Linked DNA regions of Mus musculus: all the other regions are linked to region 3. Evidence: chromatin contacts called from public Hi-C and targeted proximity ligation data. All regions are on one chromosome and are shown on one strand. The core of a region is the stretch at or near the end of the contact, and the rest is flanking DNA. Distances in the headings are between cores, read along the strand shown.

Region 1 (4,129 bases), core at 871-3,370, 630 kb before region 3:
ATCACACACACACACACACACACACACACACACATAAAATGCAGATAAGTGCCACGGTTCCTTTGACTACTGTCTATTCTCACCCCTTAGAGTGTTTTATCTGCAATAGATGTCTTCTGCATTATGTTGACTGAATTCCTTTGATGGGAATCACAAGGAACAGGGAGTCAGAGTGATATCCTGGCTACACTCTTTTCTATTTGTTTGTTTGTTGTGTTTATGTGCAGTACTTGCTAAAGTATGCAGGTGCATGTGTCCCTGTACACATAGGGCACATATGGGGAGGCCAAAAGAGGGCACAGGGATCTCCCCCTATTAATTTCTCCCTAATTACCTTGTGATAAGATCTCACACTGAACTAAAGCTCAGTTTCTTTCAGGCTGGTTGGCCAGATGGTTTCTCGTATCCTCCAGTGCTGGGTTAATGAGCATGGGTAGCCATGAGCAGCTAGCGGTTAACTCAAGTCCTTTTGCCAGCTCAGGAAGTGCTTTATCCACTCCGCCAGCTCTGCAGCACCCCTAGTGTTCTACAAACAAACAAAAAATATTACTAAATATTACAAATAAAGAACAATTGTCCCAATTGGAAAGTTTGGTACTATAAATGTCATAACATAGCAAGTGCGATACCAAAGGTCAAGCCTGTGAAAGCAGAGATGAATCCCAGAAAAGAATTTGTGACCTCTGCCTCAAGAACATCCTGCAGTCCCTTTGCTTCTGCATAAATTCACAGAGACGACGTTTAGTAAAATTTTCCCTGAGTCTTTTAATCCCTTTCACAGAATGCAGATTAAAAAATAAGAGCACACAATACACAACCTGGGAATTTTCTCTGGGTCTTCAGTTTTTACTGCATCTCATAGTTGCCTCTGGTTGAAATGGAAGCCAGAGTTCTCTGGTTCCTAGCAGCCTGTCTTTAGAGTTTAGATAACCCTGGTATACTCTGAGGAAAACAAACAAAAAGTAAGCCACATAGCGCAAAAACAATTTCCACTCTAAAATTTTGCCAAGAACACTGAGAACTGGCAGAGACTCTGATATCACGAAGATTTCCAGGAAACCTCACGTACTTTCTGCATTCTATTTGGAGTGGGGAAACATTTTAGGCATTTTAATTGACACTGTCATTTTCACTGCATTAGGATAAGAGATAGCATTAAAATTTTAACAGTCCCGTTCTCAGATGCAACCCCCAGTCAGAACTCCATGTGTCCCAGGAGCCTGGTCCCCTCAGCTTACTGCATCTGTAGCTTCCCATGTAGACAACGGTGCTAGATCTGAACCACCATCAGCCCCTGCTGGTCACAGTCCATGACTCATAACTCTTTGGGATCACACAGGTCATCAGATGATCTGACAGAGGCTCACATTATAGCTAATGATACTGTCAGTTCTGTTGGAGGTCAAGGTTAACTAGGACACATTTTACCTTCTTCCCCTGTCTACACCACAGGTGAGATCTGTGTAATCTTGTAAGAATCTTAAAAGAATCACAGCTCTAAACGTTTATATAAAAAATCAGTCTTATCTACCTTAAATCCTCAGAATGCATACCCGCTCATCAACCATTCTTAATAAATCATCAGGAAGCTGAGGACAAAATGGGTATAAGAAACCAATCATCACCAGTCCAGCCGCAGTGAGAGTCACGTCAGCCAGTGCTGCCATTGTTCTTGTTCCCTGACCATAAAAGGTCCCTAGCTTAACTAATAAGAAGGTGCCTTCCTGAACTTCAAATTGCTTCCTAATTTTTTTTTACATCAGAACTGAGAAGTAAAAACATATCAACCTAGTGTCACTAACAGTTTTATTTTTCCAAATGTTTTCTAAGGGTGATGGTTATTGCTGACAATCCACATCTCTAAATTCTTCTCTAGGGTGGTGATTCAATCATTAATCTGCTCCAGCAGCAAAGCCTGAAAGAAATCAAGCATCAGTATTGTGAATGCCGAAGATACTTTCCAGTGAGGGACTGGAAGGCCCCTTAAAGTTTTCATATAATTCTTAGATTATGAGAAATATTAGGGCAACAAGCAGACCAGAACTCCATGACAGCATAAAGTCCTCAGGACATATAATTCTTCAAAGCCCTGCCAAACCGAGGCTCACCCATGCAGCTATGGTAACCTGTGGGCCGCATTCCATGAGTTCCAAAGCCATTTGTTGTTCCTCCTGCATGGCCCTCAGCAAGAGGCCAGGCTTTACATTTTGTATGCACCGCCTTCCTTATTTACTACAATTGAGAAAGTATTAATATTTCCTTTAGCAACAGGGAGAGCAGGGACTCTGAGATGTTACAAAGGCCATTTTCATTTCAATAAGATAGTGCTAAACTCAGTATCAAATCCACATCGGTATGGATCTACGTCTCTGACTCAAGATGATGGTATAATTTGTGGGGCCCAGAACATGAGGAAAATCTGGAAATCTCTGTTTAAAACTTGTGACTAGTTTCAAAAGAGCAGCCTTAGAACTCATGATTGCCTATGTTGTGTGCCTGCAAAGCCCTCCCCTCTGACTTGTCCACAGTTCTCTGCAAGGAAATCGGTGAGGAATACCTGCCAAGGTCTTCTTAACAGGCTTTAGGGGTTTTGCTCTAAAAAATTTTTATTAATTTTTACTTTATGTATAATAACATTTTCCTGCTTATATACAAATGTACCACATACATGCAATGCCCAAGGAGAATGGAACAAGGCATCAGATGGTCCCTGGGGCTAGAGTTGCTAAAAGTTGTGAGCAGCAGCCTTGTGAGGATTGTAAATTGAACCCAGATCTTTTTAAAAAACAGCAAGTGCTTTTAACCATGGAGATATCTCACCCTATTTAGGAGCTTCGAGATCCCTTGTGTTTTAAGGAAGAAATAAGGTTTAATAAGAGAGAAATAAAATGATATCTATATAATTGTACTTCTCAAACATATGTTATTCTAGTATTTTTTTCTCAAGTTTTTTGTATCATTTTGTGTGTGTGCACATGTGTATACACATATGTGCATGTGTGTTGGTGTCCAGGTAAGAAGAGGGCATTGGATCCCCTGGAACTTCACAGGCAGTTGTGAGCTTCTAGCAAAGGGTGCTGGGAATTGAACTTGGGTTCTGTGGAAGACCGTTAAACACTCTAGACCTCTGAGCAATCTCTCTAGGTACCTAGCATTCTTTTCAAAAGGTTGGTGTCCCACGGGTTTTGAGTGGGTGGGTATGTCATTTGTCTCTCTTGCTGATAGGATAATGGGAAAGTTTGGAAGTCATAGATTACTACATAATTTGTTCAGGTACTTCTTCTTGACCCCTATTGAAGCTGTCCACTCATTTTATTAACATTAGGCTCATTTTATTTTGCGGAATCTAAAATAGAGCAAAATTGTGTATAGAAATCCAAATGATTACATAAAGAAACATTCTTATTAAATATTTCTATTTCAATATGTTCTGAAGATTCAAGCAAATAAAATCTAAAAATGTATAGAGAATCCTTATTTGTATTGACTCGCAGGGTTTCCAACAGCTGAGAGGAAAATCCATAAGCTTTCAAGAACCATTATATTCATGAGTTCAAAATGGGCCCACACTTAGTACTAAGTGATTATCTATTACCATGGTATTGTGCTCTGGTTTTCTTGGGCTCTTATACTCAACTCAGGAGTGGAACTCCTTAATTATTCTCCTTGTCAGCTCATTCTGACAGCCACTCATTCTGGAAAATATCAAACTGAAAAGTACCCATCCCCTGGTTGGAGTAATTATACACAGTTGATTCCTTTCTGGTACATACGGCTAGACAGAGGCTAGTCATTTATCACAGATAAACACACGAAAGCAGGGCTGAGAAAATCAAGACGAAAGATCTTTTCTCTTGTGTAGCTGTCTTGGTCTACTGACCTTATTTCTGATATTCAAAACTAGAAAGGGGAAATTGATGAATATTTGAGAAAGACAAATAGCACGGGTGCTCCATATTTCTTCTTTAAAAAGAAAAGGCTCCATTTAAAAATAAGATATGCTAATTCATTACAATGCAGACAGTCCAAAGGAGAAATATCTTTGATGAAATCCCAGCTTATTTTCCTTCTCATCTTCAAGAATAAAACCAGATAGATATCAGAGACCATTAATATATCATCCTCTTCT
Region 2 (4,514 bases), core at 1,515-4,014, 870 kb before region 3:
AAATAAGCTGTCTGTAAGTAGTTTTGTTAATGATAACTTTAGTTCTGGGAGTATAGTAAAGACAAAACAGTGTGTGTGTGTGTGTGTGTGTGTGTGTGTTGAAACTTTGTCATTAAATAACAATGATATATTGTAATGTCAAAGCTTGGACAGGAATGGTATAAGGAAGTAAAAGAGTATAATTCATAGTGAAGACAGCATCATGGAGAAGCAGGGTGAGCAGTGTGATACCAACAAGAAGGCCTTGCTTCTCTCCTCAAGCATCTTACTGTATGCATGTATATATAGATGCATACATACATACATGTATGTATATATTAAAGACAGGCTCTCTCACTGGCCTAGAACTTGTTAAGTCATATATATATATACATATACATATAAATTGAGGTTGCTCTAAAGGTCAACAGAGAGCAGCTGAGTAGATTTCAATATTTGCCAAAGGGTGGAGGAGAGGCCTGGCTGCCAGCATGATCCCTATCGCTAGGCCTGGTGTATTATCATTTTGTTACTTGTTAGGGACATTCAAAGGAGATGGAAATTTAACATACCAAGGAAGCAGGCATTGTAATCATAATATGTTCATGTTTGGGAGCTTGAAAAAGCATTGACCCAGATGGATAGTGTGGTGCACATCTTTAAACCCAGCACTCAGGAGACAGAGGTAGGTAGATCTGTGAGTTAGAGACTACCTTGGTTTAGAGTGAGTTCCAGGACAGCTGGGGCTACACAGAGAAACTCTGTCTCAAAAAAACCAACTACCAACAACTAGCATTGACCTAACCAACATTGTCATCACGTTTCGGTCTTTATTTTCTACCATAGTTTCTGAAATGTCAGTCATGTCAAAGACACCACTGGGGCAGGAATTCTGGACTCTTGGCTCAGCACATCTGTTTTCCAGAGTCTTATATATTCTTGTACATTTTCTTGTGGAAGGGTTATTTCCTTTTTGGCGACACTTCCTGGATCTAAAGTGGTTTCTACTGTGAAGTGCTCAGAAAAAGGAAATTAGATTGTTTTCCCCATCCTGGTTCTTTACTTTGTTCCCTCCATTCCATCTTTTCTTTTCTTTCCTCCCCATTTACACCCCTTCCGTTCTTCCAATACACGTGGTCTTTCCCCTGACTGCCTCCCTCCTCTCTCCGTTCCTCTCCCCTTACCCTCCTTCTTCACTCATTCCTTCTATTCTTGGGCACCCACTGTATTGGGTGTAGATATTTCCTTGGTTTTTATCTTTTTGGAGGCAGGCGTGTGCTCCCACGTATATGGGCAGTGAGTCTTTATCTGTTGCCATGGCTCTCAGATGGTAAACACATTTAAATTTATTATCATTTTACAACCTGTGTTGGTTGTATCAGTTTATGGACTCATAACAACTTTTCCAGAAAAATGCAACTTCCAGTGACGTTTGTAATTTCGGTGACCATGAGACTCTGTCCTCTGCTTCAGAGACTCTCATCAGCTGCATTGAATGCATTAGTCCCATCAAGGCTCAGCTGAGGATGCTGAGCTCTGCTCACCGTTGCTGGCAGGACTCAGTGTTTCAGGTTCTGGGCTTCAGACTGCTATTAGTTCTTTGCCACAGGACCCATTCCTCTGCACAGTGTGATACCATGGAATCTTTCTTCTTCGTAGGGAGCAAGGAGTGCTAGCAAGATGGAAATGATGGCTCTCTATAATCCAAGCTTGGGAATAACACATGGATGCTTTTGCCACACTCTACTGTTAAAGTTCAGATACCAGGTCTGGGTTATACTCAGTAGGAGCTTTTGTGCTGCTGCTGGTAGGTGGGGGTTTCTGCAATCTTCTTCACTACAGTCCTTTGTTCAGTAGGATAGCAACTCCAGGGTATTCCAAGCTTTTTCCCTAATATCCATTTATCAGTGAGTACATACCATGTATGTTCTTTTTACCTCACTCAGGATGATATTTTCTAGTTCCATCCATTTGCCTGGGGATTTCACGAAGTCATTGTTTTTAATAGCTGAGTAGTACTCCATTGTGTAAATGTACCACATTTTCTGTATTCATTCCTCTGTTGAAGGACATCTGGGTTCTTTCCAGCTTCTGGCTATTATAAATAAGGCTGCTATGAACACAGTGTAGCATGTATTCTTGTTATATGTTTGAGCATCTTTTGGGTATATGCCTAGGAGTAGTATATCTGGGTCCTCAGGTCCTATGTCCAATTTTCTGAGGAATGGTCAGACTGATTTCCAGAGTGGTTGTACGAGCTTGCAATCCCAAGAGAAGTGGAGGAGTGTTCCTCTTTCTCCACATCCTCGCCAGGGTCTGCTGTCACCTGAATTTTTGATCTTAGCCATTCTGACTGGTGTGAGGAGAAATCTCAGGATCATTTTGATTTGTATTTCCCTGATTAAGGATGTTGTACATTTCTTTAGATGATTCTTGCTCATTTGAGATTCCTCAGTTGAGGATTCTGACCAATACAGGTGCAGATGCTTGCAGCCAACCATCAGACTGAGCACGGGGACCCCAGTGGAGGCATTAGGACTGAAGGAATTGAAGGAGTTTGCAACCTCATAGGAAGAACAACAATATCAACCTACTAGACCCCCAAGAGCTCCCAAGGTCTAAACCACCAACCAAAGAGTATACATGGCTCCAGCTGCATATGTAGCAGAGGATGGCTCTATCTGACATCAATGGGAGGGGAGCCCCTTGGTTCTGTGAATGCTTGATGCCCCAGCATAGGGGAATACTAGGGCGAAGAGGTGGGAGTGTGTAGGTGTGTAGAGGAGTACCCTCAAAGAAGCAGTGTGGAAAGTGAATGGAAAAGAGGATTTACAGAGGGGAAACTGGGAAGGGGTTTACCATTTGAAATGTAAAAAAATAACTAATAAAAAAAGAAGAAGAAAAAAGAAACTCCAGGGTAGCAATTTCCTCTGATCTGATGAAAGCAGATGAAGGGGAAGCAGGAGCCACAAGTTCCTGACCACGTGTCCAATCACCTTCCTGATGAGATCATGTTTGATTTTCAGGAACTTCTTGTGGTATATCTGTGGCAGAAGGGTAGTTTTCCCTCAGTGTTCATATGTCCTAGTCACATGATTATTATGGTCACCTAAAGACTGCATTTCCCAATTGCTTGTGTGGCCGGGAGTGGCCACAAGCTAAAGTTCAACCTAGACCTTAGTGTTGTGTAGCAGCAGCTTCCAATAACTCTCTCTAAGAAGTTCTGGGAGCTGGCCCTCTATACTTCCTTTGTCCTTCTACTTGGAATATAAATCCTAGATGTTGAAATAATGCAAATTAGCTATCAAGAGGGATTCTGTTTACAAGGTGTGAATGTGAGCCCAGCATCATTGTGCCTCCTGTCCTTCTGGGGCTAAATGAGTGCTGTTGGGTATCGAGGTATTAGCAGGCTTGGAAGGTCACTGAGGATGGAGTTCTTCACAGTCATCAGCTTGGGAAAGTAAGGATGAAACTGCAGGACTCTAATTGCTGGTCAAAAGAATGGACTGTGATGGGCTGGAGAGATGGCTGGCTGGCTCAGCCATTAAGAGCATGTAGAGCTCTTGCTGAGAACTTGGGTCAAATTTAGTTCCCACAACTCACGTGGATCAGCCTTCACAACCACCTAAAACTCCAGTGTCAGGGATCCAACATGGTTTTCTGTTATCCAAGATCACTTGTATTCCTGCCGCCCATATACATGTAATTAAAATAAACAAAATCTTTTTTTCAAATAAAAGTAATGGAATATGTGCATTTTCTCTGCTTGGGGGCCAGCCCTGGCACTCAGGTACTGAGGTGGGAACCAGCATTATATGAAGGCCAAAGGCTGAGGACCTCTCTGGCCTTTTAACTCTCTCTTACTCTTCTGGCAACTTAACTTTTACTATTCTGAGGCCAGAAGCTGATGTCTTTTGGCAATTTCACAGAGAAAGAAAAAGGAAGATAGTTAGGTGCATGTGTGCATATATCCACACGCACACGCACATGCACACACTGGCTGGATCTGACCACTTGTTTCATCAATTTCATAAGTATACATACATATTTATATACATACACATATTCCTACATATATATGTATGCACATCCATGTAGACATATACATATATGTATATATATATATACAGACACACACACACTCTCTCTCTCACACACACACACCACACTTTATTTCTTCTCTGTTGCAATTTATGCCTTCTTAGACAAAAGTTATTTATAAAAATTACCACATAGATAAAATGTTACACAAAAGAGAAATTACAGAAGGATGTTGATAGTAAGTTCGAAGCAATGTTTTATTCCATAAGCTCATTTTAAGTTCAAAACAACAGTTATACATGGTGCCCTGTGATCTATGGCTTCATCCTTGGACCTGATCTAGAAGGGATGTTTTTCCTTGATCAAAAATCTGTCCTAAGCCTAATTCTCTTCTTAGTGTAATTTATGAAAGCTCACTGTATTTCTCATTATGCAGCCTTCACTTACTATTTTATGAAGATGGGGTACATTGTATTCTTGATTCCAACTTTATT
Region 3 (4,269 bases), core at 323-2,822:
GGTCTCCATCCTTCTCTCCATTCCTCGTGGCTCCAAGACCTCAGTTTCCATGGGCCGAGTCTCCATCCCTCGAGATTCTCTACCTCCTCTACCATCCATAGGTAGACCTCTCTGATCTATCATGGGACCTCTGGGCTCTCCAATTAGCATTCTGGGATCTGCTGCCAATGGTCCTCCTCTCATATCATGTGAGGCAGGGCCACGGTTGTCATGACCATGATGCATTGGAGGACCCTGATGGGGTGGTCCCATATAGCCCCTGGGCTCTACTTCTCCAGTCACTGAGAGCAAAGTCCCTCCACGTGGGTCATTTGGAGCATCTCCCAGTAGTCCTCGAGGAGGTATGCCACCAGAAGGCATGGGTCCACGAGGCATCGGAGGTCTAGGATCTGATATCTGCATCTGTCCTCGCTCCAGGGGCACTGGACCAACCACTGGCATGCCAACTTGTGGCTGCATTGCTCCTCCTGGAGTTAAGGAACCAGGTCCAGGTCCAGGAACTGCAGCTGGTATTGGCCCCGGAGCTGGAATTCCTCCCTGGATAGAGGTCTGCATCAGAGGTGGAATGTCCTTCACAGGTCTTCTTGGCAGATGCTGAGGCTGAGGGGCAGGAGGATTCTGTTGGTTCAACATGACGTTAGGTCCCGGGCAGAGGCCAGGGGCAGGGCCGGGGCCAGGGCCGCCAGGCCCACTAGGCCCAGGCCCACCAGGGCCAGGCCCAGAGACCGGCTGAGATTTGCCTGGGATCAGTGGTGTGACATGTATCTTACGATGCAAAATTTTCAGTGCAATCTCTGGATCCATGATTCTCATCACCACTTGTGCCTGCAGCAAAGCATACGCCAACTGTGGGTTCTGAAGTAGCATGTTTCGAGCTTCCTGGTGACTGTTCTGGACACACAACTTCATCTGCTTCATGAGCTCAAACATCTGCTCTGGGGGCAAGCTGGCGACTGCTCTAGTAATCGATTCTGGAGCATCTTCTGGGTCGATAGGGTCCCCATAGGGGGAGTCAATGATGGGGGCCGCCGGGCCTAAGCTCTTTAACTCCTCCTTGTTCTTTTCGCTGGCGGCATTGTCCACCCGAAGCGCTCTCCCACTAAACTCTCGCCCATTGAGGTTTCGCATGGCACTGAGCGCAGTCTCCTGGTCTTGGTACTCGCAGAAGCCATAACCCTTGGGCTTCCCAGTCTCTCTATCGTAGACGAGACGGAAACTGACAACTGAACCAACCTCTGAGAAAATGTCCTTTAACTGCTCCTCCGTCGCCTCATACGGAATGTTCCCCACGAACACCGAACGCAGCGATCGATCCATGGCTGGGTCTCTGACCGCCAAACTCGACATGATTGCTGCCGAGAGGACAGCGGAGATTGAATTCGTCTAAGGGTCGTCCTCTGGCGAACCACACTTCCGCTCTGTAACGGAAGCAGATAGCAAGCTCCGGACAGAAACCTTTCTGTTAGGAATCTGTAGTTCCGTTAGGCCGCAGACACTGCTTCCTGAGACCGGACTAATTTATCTAACGCCTTCCGCCCCGGGCCGTGAGCTCGGTTGTCCGCGCCTACTTACTGACAACAGGATTCCGTTCCATGGTCCTATTGGTCGAGTTTTCCCGGCGTCCCGCCCCCGCTTCCTGCGGGCACAGGATGCACTACGACTGACCTCATTAAAAATGGCCGATCGGGCTTCCATGGGGTAACCGGCAGCGTCTGTGTTTCCACACACTCGGGGCTGTTTTCATTGCGTTCCACCGGCGGGAAACCGCAAGCCGGAAGCTGATTTAAGGCTTAATGTGTTTTCACAGCTTTCGTTTAGTGTAGGATAATAGAAATATTTAAAATTATATCCAATATTATGAGGTAAAAATATTGTTATTTATCCCTTAAAATAGCTTAACAACATTAAACATAATTATCGCAAAGATAAAATAGCGCTTCTGTCAGCCGCAGCCCCGCCCCCAAGCTATGGCTTGTTCAAACTGTTACCAAGTCCAGGGTCTTCCCTGGTATCTTCTGTGTGCGCAGGTTGTTGTGTGATCATTTCTCTCTCCCCTTACAAATTTTAATTGACATCAATGCTAAAGTGGAATTAACTAAAAAGTATGACTGCAGAGTCTGGATTAATCGACTAAACTTTTATTGTACACATATAAGTAGTTGTGATTTTATTTATTATTTAGAGACAAGGTCTCTATGTAGTCCTATCCTGGAGCGCAGGCTGACCTCCAGCTCCCAGAATCCTCCGCTGGGCTTAAAGGTGTGCACCACCACCGCCCACTTCTCTTGCCAGTTTTGTACTTTAAATACTGCCATTTTATTTTAAATGACCAAACATAATTTTCACTGTTTTAACTTGGAAAAAAATTCAAAAAATATCATGGTTTATATTTTGTTTTGTTCTTGGTTTTGTTTTTGTTTTTTGAGACAGAGTTTGTCTGTGTAGCCCTGGCTGCCCTAGAACTTAGTCTGTAGATGAGGCTGGCGTTGAACTCAAGAGATCCACCTACCTCTGCCTTCCAAGTGCTGGGCTTAAAGGAGTGGGCCACTACACCCAGATATGTGTTATGTTAATGTAGATGGTATATTTTTACATTCAGTTGTCAATTAATTCAATAAATTAAGTTATCAGGTATACTAAAACAAATTTTGTTATTTTAATACAGGGCCCTTCTACAGCCCAGGTTGGCCTGAAAAATTCACTGTGTATGTAGTTTAAGCTGTCTTCAAATTTGCAATCCTCCTGCTTCTCCCAGTGTATGCTGGGATTAGAGGCAAGCACCACAAGCCTTATCTTTACCTGATGGTCAAAGAAAACACAGTAACCAACAAACAAAGCAACACGTGGGGCCTATGAGATACTTAAAGGTTTTAAAACATTAAATAAAACATTCACCATAAATTAGGCATGGCGGCTCATCTTTAATCCTAGCACTTGGGATACTTCCAGGACATCCCGGAGCTCTTTATGTCTAGTTCCAAGCTGGTGATGGCACACTGAGAGACACTCAACACTTTAACACTTGTGTCTGTTAAATACTATCAGCTTAGTCCCTTGTAGAAATGGTGTTTAAGCCGGGCGGTGGTGGCGCACGCCTTTAATCCCAGCACTCGGGAGGCAGAGGCAGGCGGGTTTCTGAGTTCAAGGCCAGCCTGGTCTACAGAGTGAGTTCCAGGACAGCCAGGGCTACACAGAGAAACCCTGTCTCAAAAAACAAAACAAAACAAAACAAACAAACAAACAAAAAAACCCAAAAGACAAAAAAAAAAAAAAGGAAGGAAGGAAAGAAAGAAGAAAGAAAGAAAGAAAGAAGGAAGAGAAGAAAGAAAGAAAAGAAATGGTGTTTAATATTTACTCTGAATTACTTTGAGCATCTATCAGTCAAATTAAAAACTAACTGCCAGGCTGGTAAGATGGCTCAGTAGGTAAGGAGCACCCGACTGCTCTTCTGAAGGTCCAGAGTTCAAATCCCAGCAACCACATGGTGGCTCACAACCATCCATAATGAGATCTGACTCCATCTTCTGGAGTGTCTGAAGACAGCTACACTTACATATAATAAATAAATAAATCTTAAAAAAAAAAACTAACTGCCTTGACTAAAAATGTACGTGTTTTCAACAAACAAGACTAACCAACAAAACCACCCAAATCTCTGACATATTTGGCAAATGTGGTATTTACAGCAGGGGTGGTCACACAAGTCTGGAAAGCCTAAGACAGGCTCAGGCTCATTTTGAGCTCAAGGATAGCATGGACTATATACTGAGTTGTAGGCAAACCCGGGATATATGTAAAACCTCCCCTCTCCTTTTAGCTATTTTCAGAGATGAAATTCTACACAAAATTGTAAATACTGTAGTCTTTGTGAGTCTGTAAAGTATATTAAAACACTAAATAAAATAAAATTCACCATAAACTGGGTATGGTGGATCACACCTTTAATCTGAGTATTTGAGACACTTCCAGGACAGCTTGGTTTACATATCTAGTTTCAAGCTCGTTGTAGATACTCTGTGAGGCCCTCAAAACATAAATAAATAAGATACACTTTAAAAGAGTTCACTATAGATAAAGCATATCAAATCTAGACATATTCTTAAGATATTTTGAAAAGTTTTACCCTTCTGAGAATTAACTTGAGGACCTCAAGTCTACTACTAAATTATAATCCCCAGGGACATTTTTTATTTGTCTTGGTCTCTTAAGGAATAAGCGAAACACTCCACAAAGTTTTTTTCTAGTCCCTCCCCCTTCCTGTAGCTTAAA
Region 4 (4,426 bases), core at 988-3,487, 910 kb after region 3:
AGTAGAAAGATCTTTCCATCTTAATCAAGATACTCCACCTCCAACAGTCAGGCCCAGAGGCCCCTTTTCCAAGTGATTCTAGATTCTGTCAAGTGGATAATTAATACTGACCATCTCATAACTAAATATACAATCTCTGGTGCTACAAACATCAGCAATTTCCATATAACCTCAATTTTCACTTGGTCAGGAATTCAATGTCTAGCAGAAATCTTGTCATGATAAAGCATGTGAGCAATGTGTTCTGATTCGTTCCCCGTAGAAGCTTCTTTTGGGGGTGGGGTTTTGAGACAGGGTTTCTCTGTATAGCCCTGGTTGTCCTGGAACTCACTCTGTAGACCAGGCTGGCCTTGAACTCAGAAATCTGCCTGCCTCTGCCTCCCAGGTGCTGGGGTTAAAGGCGTGCACCACCACACCCAGCCCTATAGAAGCTTCTTGTCTGACATCAAGTATCTACTCACCTTCCTGGAGTATATGCCAACACCTGACTTGGGCTATGGGTCTAGAAGCTAAGGGAGGTTGACAGGTCCTTCCATGGTTAACATGTTTATGGTGAAATTATAGGACCTTCAAGGAAGGTATGGCCAGTCTGTTAAAAAGGAGGAGCTGGTTCAGCAATCAAGGGAGACTTGGGGGAGGAGTGTATTACATTGGGGGTGAGACAAAGCCACATACAACTTCGTCTGTCCACAAATCCCCTATGTATCCAAGATTGACCTTGAACTCCTGATCATCCTGCCTCTCTACCTCTCAAGTATAGTGATTACTGATAAGTACTGCAGAATGCAGCTTACCTCAGTAGAATATGCTGTTCCCAATAATCATGTACATTCCAAACTACTAAAAATGTCCTCATTCTGATGTTTATATAGAAGACCAAATAAAGTTATGAAGTCAGCTTGTGTGGAAATTTGGCAATCCAACACTGGGTCTAAATGATTCCCTAAATATGTGCTTCCTGTAGCAATAGAAATGAAGGGATTCTTTCAGAACATTGGAGTCGTCTCCTCTTCTGACCTGTCATTTTAACCTACAAACTCATCACAGTAGTTAGCCCTCCCTACAAGTCCTTCCACTGGAAGGTCTTAACTTAGCAACTATTTGGTCTAGCAAAGACCTGCCTGCAACAGACACAGTAGTCGCCCCTGAAAGTTTAGGCAACACTGTTTCTTGTGTCTTTCCCAAGACCCAGTTTCTCTTTGCCTTCAACTCTAAGGTCATCGTTAAGGATGTGTATAAAGGTCAGATAGGCGGGTCCCAGGTTCCTGTCCTTGGGGGTCAGCTTCCTGGAGATGCTTTTGCTTTCATTACAGTATCTGTTTAGGTTTACTCAGGAAATAAAAATATAGCCAATATACCAACAGCATACTCATGCATTCCACGTAAAGGAAGACTGAATTTCAGGAATGGGTGCATATCAAACCAGTACAGAGAAGACGAAGGAGACATACAAAGGAGGGAGGGAGAAGACAGGTGCTGGGGTGTAGCTTGGTGCTAGTTGGGAGATCGGGGGTTTGGTTCCCATCGCATCATATCTCAAAAAAAGTGGGGTCAGGGGGATGGCTCAGTGATTGAGAGCACTTGCTACTCTTATGGTTGGGCTATCAGCACCCACATAAAAGCTCACAACAGCCTGTAACACCATTTGCAGGGAATCTGATGTCCACTTCTAACTTCTGCAAGCATTCGGCATGTATGTGATACACAGACAGACATTTCACCCAACACACAAATCAATAAAAAATAATATTAAATCTTTATTAAAAGATTAAAGCATAAGATATTTTAGGGGCTGTGCTCTTTGTCCAGATTTCATAACTATGAAAGAACCTTCCTTTGCCCATAGTGGTTTTCATGAGATGTGACCCTAAAGTCAGTAAGTGGAGACCAGCTAACTATTGGAGTCTTCCTGTCTTCTGTCTCAGTGCATTGCTCCAGGAACTTCACGAATGTTAGGGCTGCCCCAATGGGCCCTACAACCCGGCCAGTGGGCCTATAGAGCATCCCGAACCCCTGTGTAAGAAGAGGGATTTGGGACCTTAAACTTCCAGCATCAGGCAGGGGACTCCACCCTGCTGCTGAAGAGGGGAAAGAAGTGGGAGGAGGTGGGAGACAAGGAGGAGAGAGAAAGGGAGGGCCCTGCCTCGCCCCCGCCCTGCAACCCATTCCCATTGGCTAAAGGTTTCCTGGCTCCATCCTACTGCCCGCCTTCGGGCGCCGCTTAAAGTGTGCGGAGCAGGTGCCTGCTGAGGCGGAGGAACTTTGCAAGAGTTAGTGCAGTTCGCTGTACCCATTCATTGCCCGCAGTGGTCGGGAAGGGGATCCAGGGACTGCGGCGGCCACTCCCGGGGCATTGGGGCCAGAGGAGGGCCGGAAAGCGCTGCTGACCCTCGTGGGCTGGGGAGGTGACGGCGTCCATGCAGCTGTGTGCCAGGGCATGGGGGCTGCGCCTGGGCCGCGGAGCCGGGGGCGGCCACCGCCTGGCTCGGGGCACCGGCTTGAGTTGGGCGCAGCGAAGCCGGGACAGCAGCGGCGGCGGTGGCGGTGGCGGTGGCGGGGACCGCGGCGCGGCTGGGGCCTCGCGCCTTCTGGAGCGCCTCCTGCCCAGACACGATGACTTCTCCCGGAGACACATCGGCCCCGGAGACAAAGACCGGAGGGAGATGCTGCAGGCGCTGGGGCTGGCGGTAAGGCCCTCCACCCTCCACCCTGCCGGAGCTCTGCCCGCTGGGCCTCCCGGCTCCCACCTTGCCTTCCTCCTCCGTCCCGGGCCCCAGCTTGAAAGCGAGCTCGCTCTTAATCGTGGTGCCTTCTCCTCTCTTAACTTTTACTCTGTTCTCGCTCTTCTAAAGTGCATTTAAAAAATATCCCCAACTCCAGACGAACCCTAACTTTGCAGGAAAAGAAGACTCCCTACTTAGAGTACATTAATCCGGTCAGCTCCAGTTGCAGCTCCCGAACCCGGAGTAGCGGATTTACCATCCGGCTCCATCATTTTTTTTTTTTTTCCTCCAAAAGATTTCTGCTTCCTGATGTTTCACTTTAAAAAGAACTCTTAATTAGACGATTTAAATGAAGTTCCTACCAGCCTTTGAAGATAAACTGAAGTGGCTCTCTTAACTCAGGCTCTTTGCTCTGACTGTCCTGTTCACCAGCTTGCGTTTTTAAATTTTAGAGCATTGATGAGCTCATCGAGAAGACGGTCCCCGCCAGCATCCGCTTGAAGAGACCCTTGAAAATGGAAGACCCTATTTGTAAGTGGCCGGGAGGACTCTCAGGGGTTCCGCTGCTCTGCCTTCTATAATCTCTGTCCGGCTTTGGGGTTGGATTGCTCAGTACTTGACAGGCCCTAAACCGCTGGGATTTTTCTTCCCTGAGGAAAACCTATGTAAGCCCCTTTCATGGTCTTTATCCCTGAGTTGCTGGCGAGGCACCTACAAGCTTTCCCAAAGAAGGCTTTGCAAAAGACACGTGTTGGATTAGAAGTCTCCACCTCATGCACGCCCACCGGAAGGGCTTTTTGTTCCTTTGAGCTGAGAAGGTAGTTATCTCAGTAGATCAGGTGAGACTTCCGAAAGGACAAAGGAAATCACCTGAGGTCCTGCAGCTAGAGAAGAGACTTATTTGGAAGGGGACTTAGACTTCTCAAAGTCACGAGAATTTCAAATTGTTCTGTCTCACATCGGTTTCCCCTCTCACCCTCACCCATCTAAAGGCAGCAGTGCTTTGCAAGCCTGAATATGTGGGGTTTTTGTTTGTTTGTTTGTTTGTTTTGTTTTTTCTGAAAAGCACACAAACTCGATTTGTGCTTGGTTAAGAAATCTCAGGCTAGTTATAGGCTTCCCTTTTTAATGATTATTTTGTTTTTAAAAGATTTTCTTGCATTTATATTTGTGCACCACGCGGGCTGTTGGGTCATCTAGAACTGGAGTTCCCCACAGTTAGGGAACTCCAAACCTGGGTCCTCTGCAAGAGCAACACGTGCTCTTAGCTATTGAGCCATCTCTTCAGCCCCTCTTGGTAAAAGTGGTTTTAATGGTCCTAATGCTGTCTTTGGGTGGTTTTTTTGTTTGTTTGTTGTTGTTTTTTTATGTGGCATTGACTTCTAGGAGTCAGGGAAGAATCTAGATGTTAAGGGATGGTCAGAGCTGAAGAACTCTTAGAAAATTAAAAAAAATACCAAGCTCCCTCATCTGATAACCCCAGATCATAGAGATATTTCTCTAGGGCAATTGTTTCGTTTGCTTGCTTGCTTGCTGTTGCTTGTCTGGTTTGGTTTCTGTGAGAAGAAATTCTACATGCAAAGCTGGTTTTGTTTTAAAAGACATCCTGAGCCTATTCCGGCTGCAGCTGGGGATGCTGTACCTCAGGTTCTATGAGGGCTGCTGCCCTCCTTGCTGTCAGATGCTGATGGCCAGGGGCTTGC

Evidence for each region. Hi-C and Micro-C count contacts between places; a contact is called where the count stands out from the background.
Region 1: a contact with region 3 is called in a Hi-C map of embryonic fibroblasts, with 2.5 times the contacts expected there. A contact is called at or near these places in 1 of 39 promoter capture datasets (the C10 cell line), 1 of 484 Hi-C or Micro-C datasets (embryonic fibroblasts), 6 of 130 datasets of targeted methods (the NIH/3T3 cell line, embryonic stem cells, heart atrium and 1 more) and 1 of 9 other capture datasets (embryonic stem cells).
Region 2: a contact with region 3 is called in a targeted proximity ligation map of bone marrow-derived macrophages, with 6 times the contacts expected there. A contact is called at or near these places in 4 of 39 promoter capture datasets (the 3T3-L1 cell line, the C10 cell line and hippocampal neurons), 2 of 484 Hi-C or Micro-C datasets (myeloid progenitors and myocytes) and 1 of 130 datasets of targeted methods (bone marrow-derived macrophages).
Region 4: a targeted proximity ligation map of astrocytes shows a contact between it and region 3, with 2.5 times the contacts expected there. A contact is called at or near these places in 4 of 39 promoter capture datasets (embryonic stem cells and stem cell-derived epiblast-like cells) and 1 of 130 datasets of targeted methods (astrocytes).

Annotation. Positions count from the first base shown.
Region 1 is chr19:31,711,517-31,715,645 of GRCm38.p6, reverse strand. It overlaps a transcript of Prkg1 not described here. Among named protein-coding and RNA genes, the nearest start is that of Prkg1, 49 kb to the right of the region's middle.
Region 2 is chr19:31,955,086-31,959,599 of GRCm38.p6, reverse strand. No RefSeq gene overlaps it. Among named protein-coding and RNA genes, the nearest start is that of A1cf, 89 kb to the right of the region's middle.
Region 3 is chr19:31,080,144-31,084,412 of GRCm38.p6, reverse strand. It overlaps Cstf2t (cleavage stimulation factor, 3' pre-RNA subunit 2, tau), which reads right to left and starts at 1,572. Exons shown (of 1, transcript NM_031249.2): 1 at 1-1,572. The coding sequence starts at 1,347. All of the region lies in intron 3 of Prkg1 (protein kinase, cGMP-dependent, type I), which reads left to right.
Region 4 is chr19:30,173,252-30,177,677 of GRCm38.p6, reverse strand. Gldc (glycine decarboxylase) reads left to right here and starts at 2,237. Exons shown (of 25, transcript NM_138595.2): 1 at 2,237-2,687; 2 at 3,176-3,254. The coding sequence starts at 2,418.